Linked DNA regions of Mus musculus: all the other regions are linked to region 1. The links are chromatin contacts, called in public promoter capture Hi-C and targeted proximity ligation maps. All regions are on one chromosome and are shown on one strand. The core of a region is the stretch at or near the end of the contact, and the rest is flanking DNA. Distances in the headings are between cores, read along the strand shown.

What was found. Promoter capture Hi-C pulls out the DNA fragments that hold promoters and counts their contacts.
Region 2: a promoter capture Hi-C map of liver shows a contact between it and region 1, with 2.3 times the contacts expected there. A contact is called at or near these places in 1 of 39 promoter capture datasets (liver) and 1 of 130 datasets of targeted methods (pancreatic cancer cells).
Region 3: a promoter capture Hi-C map of pre-B cells shows a contact between it and region 1, with 3 times the contacts expected there.
Region 4: a contact with region 1 is called in a promoter capture Hi-C map of liver, with 2.1 times the contacts expected there. A contact is called at or near these places in 1 of 39 promoter capture datasets (liver) and 1 of 9 other capture datasets (liver).
Region 5: a contact with region 1 is called in a targeted proximity ligation map of astrocytes, with 4 times the contacts expected there. A contact is called at or near these places in 1 of 39 promoter capture datasets (liver) and 1 of 130 datasets of targeted methods (astrocytes).

Annotation. Positions count from the first base shown.
Region 1 is chr19:5,911,527-5,914,309 of GRCm38.p6, reverse strand. Dpf2 (D4, zinc and double PHD fingers family 2) reads left to right here and starts at 1,439. Exons shown (of 11, transcript NM_011262.5): 1 at 1,439-1,569. The coding sequence starts at 1,538. It overlaps Gm42067 (predicted gene, 42067), which reads right to left and starts at 1,356. Exons shown (of 2, transcript NR_168272.1): 1 at 1,238-1,356.
Region 2 is chr19:4,120,161-4,123,027 of GRCm38.p6, reverse strand. It overlaps Aip (aryl-hydrocarbon receptor-interacting protein), which reads left to right and starts at 1,453. Exons shown (of 6, transcript NM_001276284.1): 1 at 1,453-1,692. The coding sequence starts at 1,594.
Region 3 is chr19:6,920,467-6,923,308 of GRCm38.p6, reverse strand. Esrra (estrogen related receptor, alpha) reads left to right here and starts at 1,501. Exons shown (of 7, transcript NM_007953.2): 1 at 1,501-1,687. It overlaps Catsperz (cation channel sperm associated auxiliary subunit zeta), which reads left to right. Exons shown (of 5, transcript NM_001039494.2): 4 at 1-8; 5 at 649-883. The coding sequence ends at 758.
Region 4 is chr19:4,876,655-4,879,354 of GRCm38.p6, reverse strand. Actn3 (actinin alpha 3) reads left to right here and starts at 1,446. Exons shown (of 21, transcript NM_013456.2): 1 at 1,446-1,644. The coding sequence starts at 1,501. Zdhhc24 (zinc finger, DHHC domain containing 24) reads right to left here and starts at 687. Exons shown (of 3, transcript NM_027476.3): 1 at 326-687. The coding sequence starts at 606.
Region 5 is chr19:4,304,775-4,307,474 of GRCm38.p6, reverse strand. It overlaps Grk2 (G protein-coupled receptor kinase 2), which reads left to right and starts at 1,253. Exons shown (of 21, transcript NM_001290818.1): 1 at 1,253-1,573. The coding sequence starts at 1,461.

The DNA.
Region 1 (2,783 bases), core at 190-2,689:
GGGAACTTTTGCTGTTTGTTGCTATTGTCCCTCAGGTTTTCTATGTAGCCCCAGTGGCTTGGAGCTTGTGTAGCCTGCATGGGCCTTGAACTTGTGGCAATCCTCCTACCTCCTAAAGAAAAAAAGACAATCTATGCATACATATACATATACACATATATATCAGGTCCAACATGGACAGAGAGTAGATCGCTTCTAAATCCATTGAAACCGAGGTTTGGTGACTTTGTTAGGAGTTATTTCAAAAGGCCTGGTGGGAACAAAAGCACTCAGTAAGCAGAAGAGAGCCTAGGAAAACAGGGCAGTACAGAATACGAATGAAAATCTGCTTAGAAAGAGTGAAAAGAAATGGGCTGAGATGCAGTGCCAATGGGCTTAAGGGAGTCCTGTTGGTTTCTTCTTCTTCTTGTTTTGTTTTTGTTTTTGCTTTTGTTTTTTTGAGACAGTGCTTCTCTGTGTAGCCCTGGCTGTCCTGGAACTCACTTTGTAGACCAGGCTGGCCTTAAACTCAGAAATCCTCCTGTCTCTGCCTCCCAAGTGCTGGGATTAAAGGTGTGTGCCCCTACCGCCCGGCTGGTTTCTTCTTTAAGGGGAAACATGTTTGTTCATGGATTTGCATAACTCGATACTGAAGGAGAAATAAATAGTATAGAACTAAGAGGGCTAGTCACACCAGTGAAAACTTTCAATGTGGAGAATGGCTTGGTAATAGCAATCAAGGGCTTGTGGGATGACACAGCAGATACGGACTCTGGGCACCACGCCTGACAACCTGACCACCATCCCCCAGGTACAAAGTAGAATGAAAGAACTCACATCCCCAAGCTGCTCTCTCACTCTTACACATATGCTATGGCACATGCACGCACACAAAGACAGACATACAGAGCAAAGGAATGGAGAGAGAGGGAGAGGGGAGAGGGAGAGAGAGGGAGAGGAAGAGGGAGAGAGAGGCAAGCAAGAGAGAAGAGGTGGGTGCCAGTGAAGTTCAAGGACCGGGTTTACTGGCAGGAATTGTCCGAATGAGAGTCAGGCCCAAGAACAGCCCATTTTGGGCACTCACTTTCCATTCTCTAAAATGGGCTGACTGGGAACAGAGGTACCTAAAGGACTGGGACTCTGACCTTTCACTACCTACCCACCAATCTCTCCCTGTGTGTCAACCTCGTGGCTAACGGCCAGCCAGGCAGGACACTGTTTGCAACTTCTAGCCTATCCGCGTGGCCTTTTCACTTACCTTTCTCACTTTCCAACCGAGCCAGATCTCCTAGCTGAGGCGTCACTAAATGGAGGGGAGACGGATCTCTAGAATGAGCTGCAGAGGGCATGTAAGTTTTCCAATCGCGCCTGCGCACTGGGATCCTAGGCTCCTTCAGGACAGGTCGTTCTCGAGCGCTCGCTCTCGTGGGCCTGTGCGTGCGCGCACCCCCTAGCTGCGCCTGCGCAGAGGGTCGAGGACCCTGTGTCCTGAGAAGGCTTAGCGCCTGCGCGTTGTAGGTTTCGGGGCCTCCCGGCCTGAGGGAGAGGAACAGGGAAGATGGCGGCTGTGGTGGAGAATGTAGTGAAGCTGTGAGTGGTCTTTTTTGTTTGTTTGTCTCTTTTTTCTTTTTTAATCTCTCATGTACCAGAAATCTTGTAAAGGACCTGGGAGTAGAGAGGGAGGTGCGGGAAGAGACAAGGTAGAGAGAAGGACATGCCCGGGAAGTCCTTGCTGTGCGACTGCTGGGAGGGAGGGCAACAGGAGACTCGGGAGACGGCGCTGGGCTTCTTTTGGAAACTTGTGGAGGACTGGAGGGGGGCACACCGGAGCCCCCGACGGGTGTCCTCCTCGCGGGCCGAGCCCCGAGCGGAGCTGCGGGCTGCGAAGGAGAGGCTCACGGTCCCTGGCCCCTCTCTGGAGACGCGTCAGTCCCGCCAAGCCGAGGCCGGCGGCACTAGGAGATCGGGGTCCCCTCCCCGCCCACCGCCGTCCCTGGGGCCATAGGCTCCGCCGTCCCTGCGGAGTCCTAAGACTTAAGCAGCCTGGTGACGTTAACCGGGAAATCCGGGGTCCACGAAACTAAAAATGTTCTTGGGAAGAACTGGTCCAAGAGCAGAACTTCGGGGAGTGGGGAACTAGACCGGAGCCAGATGGCCTTCCAGTCCGCAGGAGCCCTGAGGTGGGCGTTCTCTGTCCCCCAGATGCCATTGTGCGGGTCAGATTTCCAGTGGAGCTGAAATAAACGGTTGTTGGGCGACACCGGGAACGGGGACTGGCCTGCTAGTCGCTTCCCCTCAGTTGGAGATGTTTGGATGAGGCTCTTCCTTCCTTCTTGAAGAAGAATCAGAGTTTTGGAACGGGGTGCCCATTGGATTTAAGAATGGCCTTCTCTTCCCTTAATGGCCATGTTAGACGTGATGTAAGGATAGAGAAATTGAAGTGTTTCAGCTGTCCAATCAAAGCTTTTGGATTCTGGATGACAAAGTAAAGGTTTTGGAACCATTCTGGAGGACTTTTCGCAGCTTTATCTGTCTTTGTCGTGGGCTGAGCCCCAATCGTCCCAAGAGGCTTTTAAAAAATTTTTTTTAAGGTTAAGTTGCTTCTTCCCTGCTGCTTGCAGCCCCTTTCTTTGAAAATGCTTTTCCACTTCCATTAAGCTAAGTGCCTTCTCTTGTGGCTTTTTTTTTTTTTTTAATCTCGCTTTTGGCTTCATCCTGCTGCCTATTTCAACCACCCCTCCTCCCAACGCTATTATCTCTGTGATCTGCCCACTCCGGATCCCCGGCTCTCTTCAGGCTGACAT
Region 2 (2,867 bases), core at 204-2,703, 1.8 Mb after region 1:
TGGAGAATGGAACTTACATTCTCTAAAGAAGTACAGTGCTCTTAACTGCTGAGTCATCACTCCAGGCCATACGCTATTTTTTTCGTGACTGATATTTCACTGAGAATACTGATAGGATTATGTAGTGTATTAAATTAGCTTAATTTGTGTGTGTGTGTATGCTAGAGAAAGAACCCAGGACCTCTCAAATGCTAGGCAAATGTTCCAACACTGAGCTACACTCTCAGTCCCTAGCTTAACATTTTATTTATTATTATTGTTGTTGTTATTGTTGTTATCATTAGTTTTTCAAGACAGGGTTTCTCTTGCTGTCTTGGAACTCCCTCTGTAGGCCAATCTGAACTTGAACTCAGAGATCCACCTGCCTTTGCCTCCCAAGTGCTGGGGTTAAAGGCGTGTACCACAACAACCTGGATAATATGTTATTATTTTTATCTATCTACATCTTTCATGCTCTGGTGTATACTTATCAGCCATATCGGTCAGCTTTCCTTCTGTTGTACTTTCTGCAAGATGAGTACAGCAGACTACTTAGCTCGCCTGTAAGCTCTCTGTGTTGATAGAAAACAAACCCAAGCATGTTTCCTCTTCCCTTCAGAAAGTCCCCTCTCTGAGGACTTTTTTTTTTTAAGATTTATTTATTTATTTATTATATAAGTACACTGTAGCTATCTTCAGACACACCAGAAGTGGGCATCAGATCTCATTACAGATGGTTGTGAGCCACCATGTGGTTGCTGGGATTTGAACTCATGATCTCTGGAAGAGCAGTCAGTGCCCTTAACTGCTGAGCCATCTCTCCAGCCCCTCAAGACTTTTTGCTGGAAAGTGAAGCAGTCAGAGTATGTGACTTGGGGCTCAGGGGAAAGAAAATAATCTTCCTGGTTATGATATAAGGGATGAAGACACTACAGAGAAGTATGTGTCACCACACCGGGTTTCCTTCCTTTTTTTTCTTAAGACAAGTGAATCTAGAGTCCAGAATCTAGATGTTATAACTTATGCTAAAGTATGCAAAATAAAAGGGCCAAAGGGGCCGGGCGGTGGTGGCGCACGCCTTTAATCCCAGCACTTGGGAGGCAGAGGCAGGCGGATTTCTGAGTTTGAGGCCAGCCTGGTCTACAAAGTGAGTTCCAGGACAGCCAGGGCTACACAGAGAAACCCTGCCTCTAAAAAACAAAACAAAGCAAAACAAAAAAGGCCCAAAGGGAATACACAGGTGAAGCGGTGTTTTTCGTTTTTCATTTTTCTAACTGAAGTGCCGATAATAGGGCATCTACAACTTAAATGGAGTGGCACACAGCTAGGAGAGCTGCAACCCCTATAAAGCCAACTAAGCACAACTGGCAGGGGAGGGACAACCAAAGGCCCGCCCCTAAGCAGGCTCAGGCTCCGCCCCCAGTGCCGCGTTAAAGCCGTAGCATTAGGAACCAATCACGGCTCTTTTCTTCATTCCCTCCCTTTTTTGGCTTCTGCCCTCAGTCAAAATGGCGCTTGCTCAGAAGCTGCCGAGGCGCTAGGAGTTGCCGAAACAGGTCCGGAAGCTACCGAGCGAGTCCGGAAGTTGCCGAAAGGGAGCAGCGGGGAAGGAGGATGGCGGATCTCATCGCAAGACTTCGAGAGGACGGGATCCAAAAGCGTGTGATACAGGAGGGCCGAGGAGAGTTGCCGGACTTTCAGGATGGCACTAAGGTTTGTGTCCATCCTCTCCCCACTTTCCCAGCGTCTCTTCTGAAGCGCGGTGCGCATGCGAGGCGGGAGGAGGCCGTAGGTGAGAGGTTGCGCATGCCCAGAGAGCAGCTGCCAGTCAGGCTACCTCTCACATGCCGAGCTCGACGCTGATTGGTCTGGATTTAAGTGGGAGTTAATTCAGATATGTCTACTCCGCCCCTTGGCTTTGCTTTAGGACTGCATTGGACAGGGGTGGGTGTCAGTCATCTCAAAATGGTTTGGTGTGGGTGTGACCTCAGTGCTGATACCCGTACCTGAAGGTTCAAAGCTCATGCAGTTTTGAGTAAAGGGGCCTTCTGAAACCATCTAGGACAATTCTCATTGTTTACATAGGGAAACTGAGGTCCTGGAACTAAAAAAAACACAGAGTCCCAGAGATCCAGTTTTCCAGACCAAACTCCTATGTCAGCGTTCTGATAGATGGTAGCATTGCTTTTATATCTGGGCACCAAGTTCAGGTGCCCCTCCCTAAGGCACTCCATACCTCTAGGTTCCCCTGCTTTGTTGCTGTAGATCTCTAATCACAGTTGTGGAGCTGATACCAGTGAAGCCAAAAGCAAGAATTCTGTGAATGAATGTATGCCCTCTGGCCAGTGGTGTTAAGCCAGCAGGCAGAGAGTCTAGTCTGATGTGGTGAGGGGTAAATGCTGAGAGCAGAGGGCAGGCATGTGGTGGTAGTGATCAGCTGTGCTTGAAAAGGGGATCTACAAGCTGGGCCTGGTGGCCCATGCCTACAGTCTCAGCCGCTGGTGAAGCTGGGCTACAGCATGAGTTCAAGGCCAGCTCAGGACACTCAATGAGACCCTGTCTTAAAATTAGAGAGATGGAGATAGAGAACAGGCTTTGGAAGGAGCCTGGCAAGAGGGATGCTAGATGGAAAAGCTTAGGATAAACTAATATAAGACTAATCTGTGAGCAGGGGCACGTGGTAAATAGAAGCAGGCAGGATTAAACAATCACTGGGGCTCAGGAGGGGGGACCGTCTTCTGCTGGTGAGGTGGCTTAGTGGATAGAGTGCTTGCTGCCAACCTGATGGCCTGGGTCAGATCCCCAGGACCCAGATGGTAGAAGGAGAGAAGTGACTTCTGCAGGTTGTCCTCTGACCTCATACAAGCATGATGTCACATGTGAGCCCC
Region 3 (2,842 bases), core at 252-2,751, 1.0 Mb before region 1:
CCTCATCAGTGAGCACTCCACCCCCACCCCCACCCCAGCTTCCACAAAAGATCCTGGTGGCTTTGGCAGGGCTTGGGGCTGTGGAGTTTCAGGATATGTAGTCTTGTCAGATCCCCTTAGCACTCACAAGGATGCCCTAAAAATTAAAAGTCAAGAGAGTAGGCACAGGCCGACTCAATGGAGTGAGTGACTCAGAGGACTTAAAATAAGCCCCTTTCTAGCAAGTCTGTTTTCTCTGCTTGTTCAGTGGAGTGACAGCCTTTGGGTAGCTTTGCTTCACTCCCAGGTGTGGGAGCTGTGACACATCGGGATTTTTTTTGGGTAAATGTACTGGATATTGGATTATCTGCGTAACCTTCTGCTCATGGTATATGAGCACATAGAGGGAAGAAAGGGCCAGATAACTAGTTAGAGTGAGCGGCTCAGGAGGAGGTTGGGTCTCACTGCCTCTGTTCAGGCTTGCAGCAACTTCTTCAGCCTTCTTCCCCTCCATTCTTCACATCGCACCTAGGAGACCCAAAATTCCCCAAACTAACACAGATCCAAATCCAGCACTAAATGCCACCTCAAATCACCTGTGGTTCCTCAAATGGGGGAAGCCCTTTGCTGCTGTTCATGGCCCTGAGCTCAGCTCTTCCCTCTCCCTAGCATATAGGTCCACGATTGGCAGGAACCACTTCATGACTAAAGAGCTGCAGGGATACATCGAAGGGATCAGGAAGCGCAGGAACAAGAGGCTGTACTTTTTGGATCAGTGAACCTCCAGCTCAAGTGGCCGACGAGACGTCCGCTCCGTGTCCTTTCCGGTCCCTCGAACCCAAGCTCAACCTCATCTGCATGGAATTTGAATCCTAGAGAAATTAAAGAGTCTATGCATGGTCCCAGAGTCAGTGCGTGGCTGCTTGCGTGAGGCGGACGCACGTGGCCCCGCCTTTCCCCGTGACCTTCATTCGGTCACCGCAGTGACCTTGAGTTTTGTCCGCTCGTGTCTCACCTCTGCCTTTGAGGAACTCGCAAACCAGGGCTACTTGCATGTTTTAGGTCTGCTTCTCCACTTGAGGGTCCTCAGGGGTGCTGATCTACCAAATCTGTCAAGTGTCCCATCAACATAATGGGGTGGGGTGGGGAGCAGCACCCTGTTAGGCCCCACCCCTTATGCATATGCAGTTACATAAACCCGCCTTTCATTTACATACACGTTCAACGCCCTCACAGAGTGAGTTCACTGAACAGCTACGCCCACTCTTATAAGGCAGAGCACCGCCCTCCTTCGTGATGCAAGGGTGCTCCGGCTTCTCTCCCGCACCAGTTCCTAGTCTTCGCTCCTCCCCTAGGTTCAGGCCCCGCCCACAGGAGGCCGCGCACGCGTGTGTATCGACAAGGCCTGCCCGCTGTCCTCCGGGTACGCAGGCGCCGCCGCCTCCCTCGGATATTAGCATAGGGCACCTGGCCCCACCCCCTGTTTTGCATGCGCAGGCCGGCCCCGCCTCCGCTGTCAGCTGGAGGAAGCGGAGTAGGAAGCAGCCGCGATGTCCTTTTGTGTCCTACAAGCAGCCAGCGGCGCCGCCGAGTGAGGGGGGACGCAGCGCGGCGGGGCGGTGCGGCCGGAGGAGGCGGCCCCCGCTCACCCCGGCGCTCCGGGCCGCTCGGCCCCCATGCCTGCCCGCCAGCCCTGCCGGAGCCCAAGGTCCGGGGGCGGAGGGGAAGGCGGCCGCGGGGGTGGGCGGGCGCGGCGGGGGCCATGTGCAAGCGCGGGCGGGGGGCGGGCTGCGGGCGGGGTCGCGCCTGGTGCGTCGGCCGGGTCAGGACTGGCTTCAGGTCCTGGCCTCCAGTTAGCCTCGGGCCTTGGAGCGAGTCCCCGGGCAGCGTTCAGATCGATCCTTGAGCATTGCGGGAGTCCTCGGGGTGGGCTGGAATTGAAAGGGTCCCTTGAGGCCACGTGGGGGCGCTTGCAGGGGCTTTGGGCCACCCTCCTCTCTGGGTCATAGGTCATCGTAGCGCGAGGGAGAACTTCTTCCTTGTCGCCTCTTCTTACTTCCTGATAACCTGATAGAAGTCCCCCGCGGGCAATGGGGGGAGGGGAGATTAGTAACTTCAGGCAACTTCCCATAGGTGTGCGCAGGTTAATGGGGGGTGGGGGGCGGCCCTGGAGGTCGCGAGAGGTGGTGAACTCTGCGGTAGCTGGAGTGTAAGAATGAACCTTGCAGGTTTGGGGTGCAAAAGAGGTGGAGCCGCGCCCTGCACGGCGTGGCTGGACTGGGCTTGCTAAAGCTGGAGGGGGTGGCGTGTCAGAGGTGAGAGACTCCCTTACAAGAGTGTGGTGAGGGATTAGAAGACTTGAGTGTGAGTTTGCTTATTGAGTGTGCTCTTTTGCTGGGAGTATGTGAGAACTTGGGACTGGTTAAAGGCCATGTGTGAGTGGAAGGTTCCCAGGAGAGTGTGAGCATGTGTGGACATGTGGAAACTCCTGAGAGAGTGGCCATATCCTTTGCCTCCGCCCCCCTTGGCCCCCCTTAGCCCCCTCCCGGTTCCTCAGTATGCTCTTGAATACTTGAGAGTACCTCCTGGAGTACATCTGGAGAAAACTGAGGAGAGGATCATGCTTATGCTCGGGGTTGAGAGTTGCCTGCAGGTTGAGGTTAGCCTGCTTCCTGGCTTGGGTGGGAGCTAGACTTGCCAAGCCGCTCCCAGGTTCCCAAGAGGAAGACCTGCTGTCAGTTACTGGCCTCAGAGGCTCTGGAGACTCTGTTCCCATGGCGACAGCTGGGGGCCCTCTTCATGGGCAGCCCTTCCTTGGACTCTGCCTCCTCCTTCTCCTTGGCTGAGCCTGGAAGCCTGGCTT
Region 4 (2,700 bases), core at 197-2,696, 1.0 Mb after region 1:
CTGTATCATTCTTGAGCATCTAGTTTACGCAATTTGCTTTTTTTTTATTGGCTTATTATTATCTTTATTATCTGCACCTTCCGCCACTGAAATCAACTCCAGGAGGTCGGGCATCTGTTTTCACTTGAGTCCTAGGAACAGTGGCTGCTCAATATCTGAATGAATAAGTAGCGGGTGCCAGGCTCTAAAGGAGTTCTATGGCTCTAACAACCCGGATGCTAACGTCATCTGGTTACTGACACCTCAAGTTCTGGGTCCTTTCTTGGTACCAGCGACCACCAGACCCCCTGCTTCTGCCCGCCGACTCCCGGAGCCCAACACTCACGCCCAGCCCTGTCCCAGGCCGCGGCCAGCCAGCATCACCCCCCGAATGCTGGGATCCGAGCGGAGGAAGAGCACCACGTTGCCCAGCAGATTGAGCAGCTGATAAGCAGCTAGCGCCAGTTGCAAGGCCCGGGCCAGTGGTCCCAGCGGGGGTGGCCCAGGCCCCAGCACCATCACGTAGGCCAGCTCCAGGACCACGACGGCGGCCCACAGCGCGGTGAGTACCAGTGGCATCCGCGCGGGCGCTCCTTCTGCGCCCCGAGCTGCCCAGGACTCCCCCATGGTCGGACCCACCGGCTTTCCGATCGCTGGGATCCCACTGCTTCCGCATTGGGGAGGGCCTAGCAGCGAACTGACGTCTCCTGCAACCAATAGGAGCTCCGCAGGGGGTGCGTTGCGCGCGCCAGACTTATAGGGAGGGGCCACAGATACGGAGAAGTGATTGGCTAACTGACCAGATGTTCGAAAATCTGATTGGTGATGCTGCCCAGGTGTCAAAAAGAAGCAGTCCGCCCAGCGTACTGCAGTAGCCGCCCCTGGTGTGGCTTGCTGCCACTCCATGAGGATTGAGTTGCAGCCCCCGGGGCGTCGGGGTTTCCCGGCTCAGCACATTCTCCCTACACTCCTCTACAGCCGCCCCGGTATTAATAGACCTGGCTGGCCCTATCATCTGGCCCTGAGCCTTTCCCCATGCTCGGGTGTCTCCATCACCCTAGAAAACTCCCCAAACAACTTGTTGACTTGCTGTTACAGACTGTGAAATAGAAATAGGGGTCTGTTTCTCGAGCGCAATGCTTAGGAGGGACAGACTCAGGTCCAAGGGGCAGCCTTTAGGATGCCTACAGCCACCACTTGGAATCCACTTAATAGATGAGGAAACAAAGTCCATGGCTGTCCCAAGATCACACAGCAAGTTAACCACAGAGCTAAAATGCGAACCCACTATCTAGGCCAGTAGTCATCCCAGCATCCCCCGCGATTCCGCAATCTTTGACTCCAGCACAATCTCTTCTCTGGTCCAGTTCCCAACCTCCCTCGCCCCCTATCTGGCCCCACCCACGTACCCCATATTTAGTACGAACCCGATCTGGGGGCTGGACCGGGCCCTACTTAACCCGGCCTGAGTGTGCAGGAGCTCGCCCAGTGAAGCAGAGCGGAGCCAAGAGCCTGAGCAAGATGATGATGGTTATGCAGCCCGAGGGTCTGGGGGCCGGGGAGGGGCCCTTCTCTGGCGGTGGGGGCGGCGAGTACATGGAACAGGAGGAGGACTGGGACCGCGACTTGCTGTTGGACCCGGCCTGGGAGAAACAGCAGCGGAAAGTGAGTGCTCACCCATTTCCCAAAGGCAAAAACTGAGGCTGGGAGGCCAGGCAGTTCTTCTCGGGCATCTGGGCAGTTCAAGGTCAGAGCCTGGCTGTAATCTAGAGTGCAGCTCCCCAAACCAGGCTCTGCCCACCAGCTATATGCTGTCCTCAAAGATCAGAAGAGTTCTCATAGGGATTTAGGATATCAAGGACACCGTGGAGTCCCTCAGTGACTCCCCAATAACTTTAAGCCCACTGCCCCTCTTGTGTTGGTGAAAGTGGATTTTGGACAAGGTCCAAGAGACCCAACTCATTCTTGGATGGGAGGTGAGGGGTTCTCAGAAAGTTATGTTCCTTTAGTCTCCAGTTAAGTATCCCTAGACCCCATCCTGAGGAGAACATGCCAGACACACAACCAGTGGATTTGGGGTGTAGGAGAGAACAGCTGTCTCATATTCTTTCCCATCCTCTACTCTGTCTTCTGCTATGGGTGGATCCCTCTACTGGCTTGACAATGGAGGAAATTGAGGCCCAGAAAAGGGCACAGATAGGCAGGCAGCCTGTTGTGTACTGAGGAAGAAAAGAATGCCCCCATCTGAGGGTCTTTGTTCCTTGCCTCACCCCACTCTTTCCCAAGATTCCCCTCCCTGTCTAGAAGCCCTGAGTCTGCTGAAAAGGCCAGAAGGTCAGGAGGAGGGGAGCCCCGGCTCCCCTTACCAGTAACCTAACCCAGGCTCCCACATGGACACTTGTGCTGAGGCAGCGCCTTTGTGGGAGCTCAAGAGGGCCATGAGGGCAGCCATTGCCCAGGCTCAGCCTTGCAGGGCACTGCCCCCTCCTTCCCTGGATCATTTCACCCCTGGCTACCAAGAGGAGGGAGCAGGACACCTGGGTTCCCTGAAGAGAAAATGATTCCATCCGAACTGAGGAATTTTTGGGGTTCTGAAGGCCAGGCTTAGGGTGAGCACCATGAAGCCATGGAACCTGCCTTTTGCCAATTGTGCGTGCTTTTAGGAAAGTAGAGGGCATTGCAGACCTGAGAACCCCAGAATTTACAAGCAGATCGTTTCCG
Region 5 (2,700 bases), core at 4-2,503, 1.6 Mb after region 1:
GAGGCTGTAGTGGTGACCTAGGAAAGGAGAAGTAGAGGCAGGATCTGTCTAGAGATGTCGTCCGCTGACAACCTTTCTCCCCTAATAGGATTTGTTTTCTTCTGAAGGAGTCAAGAAGTCAGGGGAGTCGGGATACTTGCTTTGCTGGACACGAACTGGCAGGAGAATCAGGTTCTAAGTGTCCATGCCTGGGGTGGGAGTGTCCTGGCAGCCTGGAAAGCAAAGAGGTGCTCTAGAGAGGTGTGCAGTTTAAATTGCTTTCACTCATTTGCTTAAGACGGGGTCTCACTCTATAGCCCTGGTTGGCTTTGACTTTACAGAAAGACACCTGCTTTTGCCTCTCGTGTGCTAGCCAGGTAAAGTAGACAGGAGTTGGCCAAGGAAGAAGGCACAGAAGGGCTCAGTGGGTAAAATGTTTGCCACCAAGCCTGAGGACCTTGAGTTCCATCCCTAGAGACCCATGTGGTAAAAAGAGAGAACTGATGGTCAAATTGTCTGTCCTCTAACCTCCACATGTGCATACACAATCAATCAACTGATCAGTCAATCGATCGATCAATTAATGAGTTCGGCGTTCATCAGAGTGTGGTTTAATGGACTATGCCTTTAATCCATTTCAGCACTTGGGAGGCAGAGGAAAGCAGATCGCTGTGAATTAGTGGTCTGCCTGGTCTACATAGTGAGTTACAGACTAGCCAAGGCTACACGGGGATACCCTCTCTAAAACAAGAACAACAACAAACGTTCATGTCAGGAGTGCGGCCCAAGCTCTGAGTCTGGGGTCCTGTTGGGAGTTTGAAGTCAGGATTGTCATCTGGTCAGGTCAGGAGTCAGGGGTGGTAATGATGGTGTGACTCTGAGAGAATGTTCAGAAATTTGAGTATAGGAGTCTTGGTCGGTGTCAGGATTCTTGTTAGGACCCACGGTCTTGGCCCTAGTGGAGCGTGCAGTCTAGCATGCTGAGATGGGATCCGCGTTTGTGGTCATGGCTTGGGGTCTGAGGTCATCCTAGAGTCCTTGGTGGAAGACTCAGGTAACAAACCAGGACTGAGACCCGTGTCTCGGACCCGAGCGGTGCAGCCTCTAGGGGGCGCTGTCGCCTGCCCGCCCGCCCGCCGCCCGCCCGGCTCGGCCCCTCGGCGGCTCGCTGGCGCTGTGCGCGGCAGGCGGGGCCGGAGGCGGCGGCGGCAGCTCCGGGGCGCGGGCGAGCGGGTGGTGGTGGTGGTGGCGGCGGCGGCGGCGCCCCGACTGCAGTCCCGGCGGGAGCGGAGCGCGAGCCGGGCCGGGCCCGAGCCGGCGCCATGGGGCGGCGCCGCCTGTGAGCCGGCGACGAGCGAGGACCGGGCGGGGCGGCGGCGGCGCCGAGGCCCACAAGCCGCGCGGGCCGGGCCGGGCCGAGCGAGCGGGAGCGGAGCGGAGCCTCGGGCGGCGGGAGGAACAGCGCCGCCGCCGCCGCCAAGATGGCCGACCTGGAGGCGGTGCTGGCCGATGTGAGCTACCTGATGGCCATGGAGAAGAGCAAGGCCACGCCGGCCGCGCGCGCCAGCAAGAAGATCCTGCTGCCAGAGCCCAGGTGAGCCCGCCTGTGCCGGGCCCCACGCGCCGCCCCGGGATCCCGTGCCCTAGGGACCCCCTCCGCCCCAGGTTCCGGGGACCTTCTGCCCCAGGACCCGGGAACCCCTTCTACTCCGGGGACCTTCTGCCCCGGAGACCCCATTATTCTGGCCGCCCCAGGACCCGGAGACTTCCTCTGTCCCTGCCGCCGCAAGGCTTGGTGTCCGCAAGCCCTGGGCGCCCCAAGTCCAAGCTCCTAGCCCTGGGCCGCCCTGCCGCTTCCTGTATCTCACTGCCCGGCCTGGTCGCTGTCAGCCCCTGACTCTGCTGCAGCCTTCTTTCCACCCTGATGCTTGGCTCTGCCCTCTACCCTCTCGTGTTCCCTTGTGGTTCCCTTCCTCAAGTCTGCCTCTGTTTACCCGATTGTATCACACAGTCTGTTGCTCCCGTTGGTATTCCACTACCCTATCCACTCCCCGTGGAGTGGGTAACACTCTTGTGAGGTTTGTGGAGTGAAGAGGACCAATTTGAAGACTTTTATTTATTTATTTATTTATTTATTTATTTTGCCTTCCCCTATGGTGGGGTCACTATGGGATTGGGTTTGAGAGTGCTTTCTGGGGACAGTGCAGTGTACCATTCCTGAGGGCTGCGCTCCGGTGGGTGAGGGAAGTCCCTACTTTACCCTTTTCCCCACTTGTGGTTCCTTATGGGTACTTTTGACCAGGGGACCTCCCATCCTACAGCAGATGGACCATGCTGCCACCTCTCTACAAGACAACTGATGTCATCGCACCTGGTATCAAAGTTTAAACTGTCCAGGATGTGGGTGCAGAACAGGGCAGGATGTGAGAGGTGTAGCTGGGGCTTGTCCAGTATATTATGGTAAATAGACTTATCTTCCTATTTGAGCTGCACAGGAGACCAGAGAGCGAGTGAGACAGGTGTAGTTTTGTTCCCATAGAACAAGGTGTGTGTGTGTGAGAGGGGAAACAACTCAGACTGGAATGGCTTGTGCAGTGTCACCTGGCCTCCACATCAGGGCTCTCAGCTTCGAGTTTTATGTTTTGTCCTGACCTGAAGGGTGGCCTGGACGTCTGTCCTGCATCTGGAAGAGGAGATGTGTCCACCCACCAGGATGCCTCC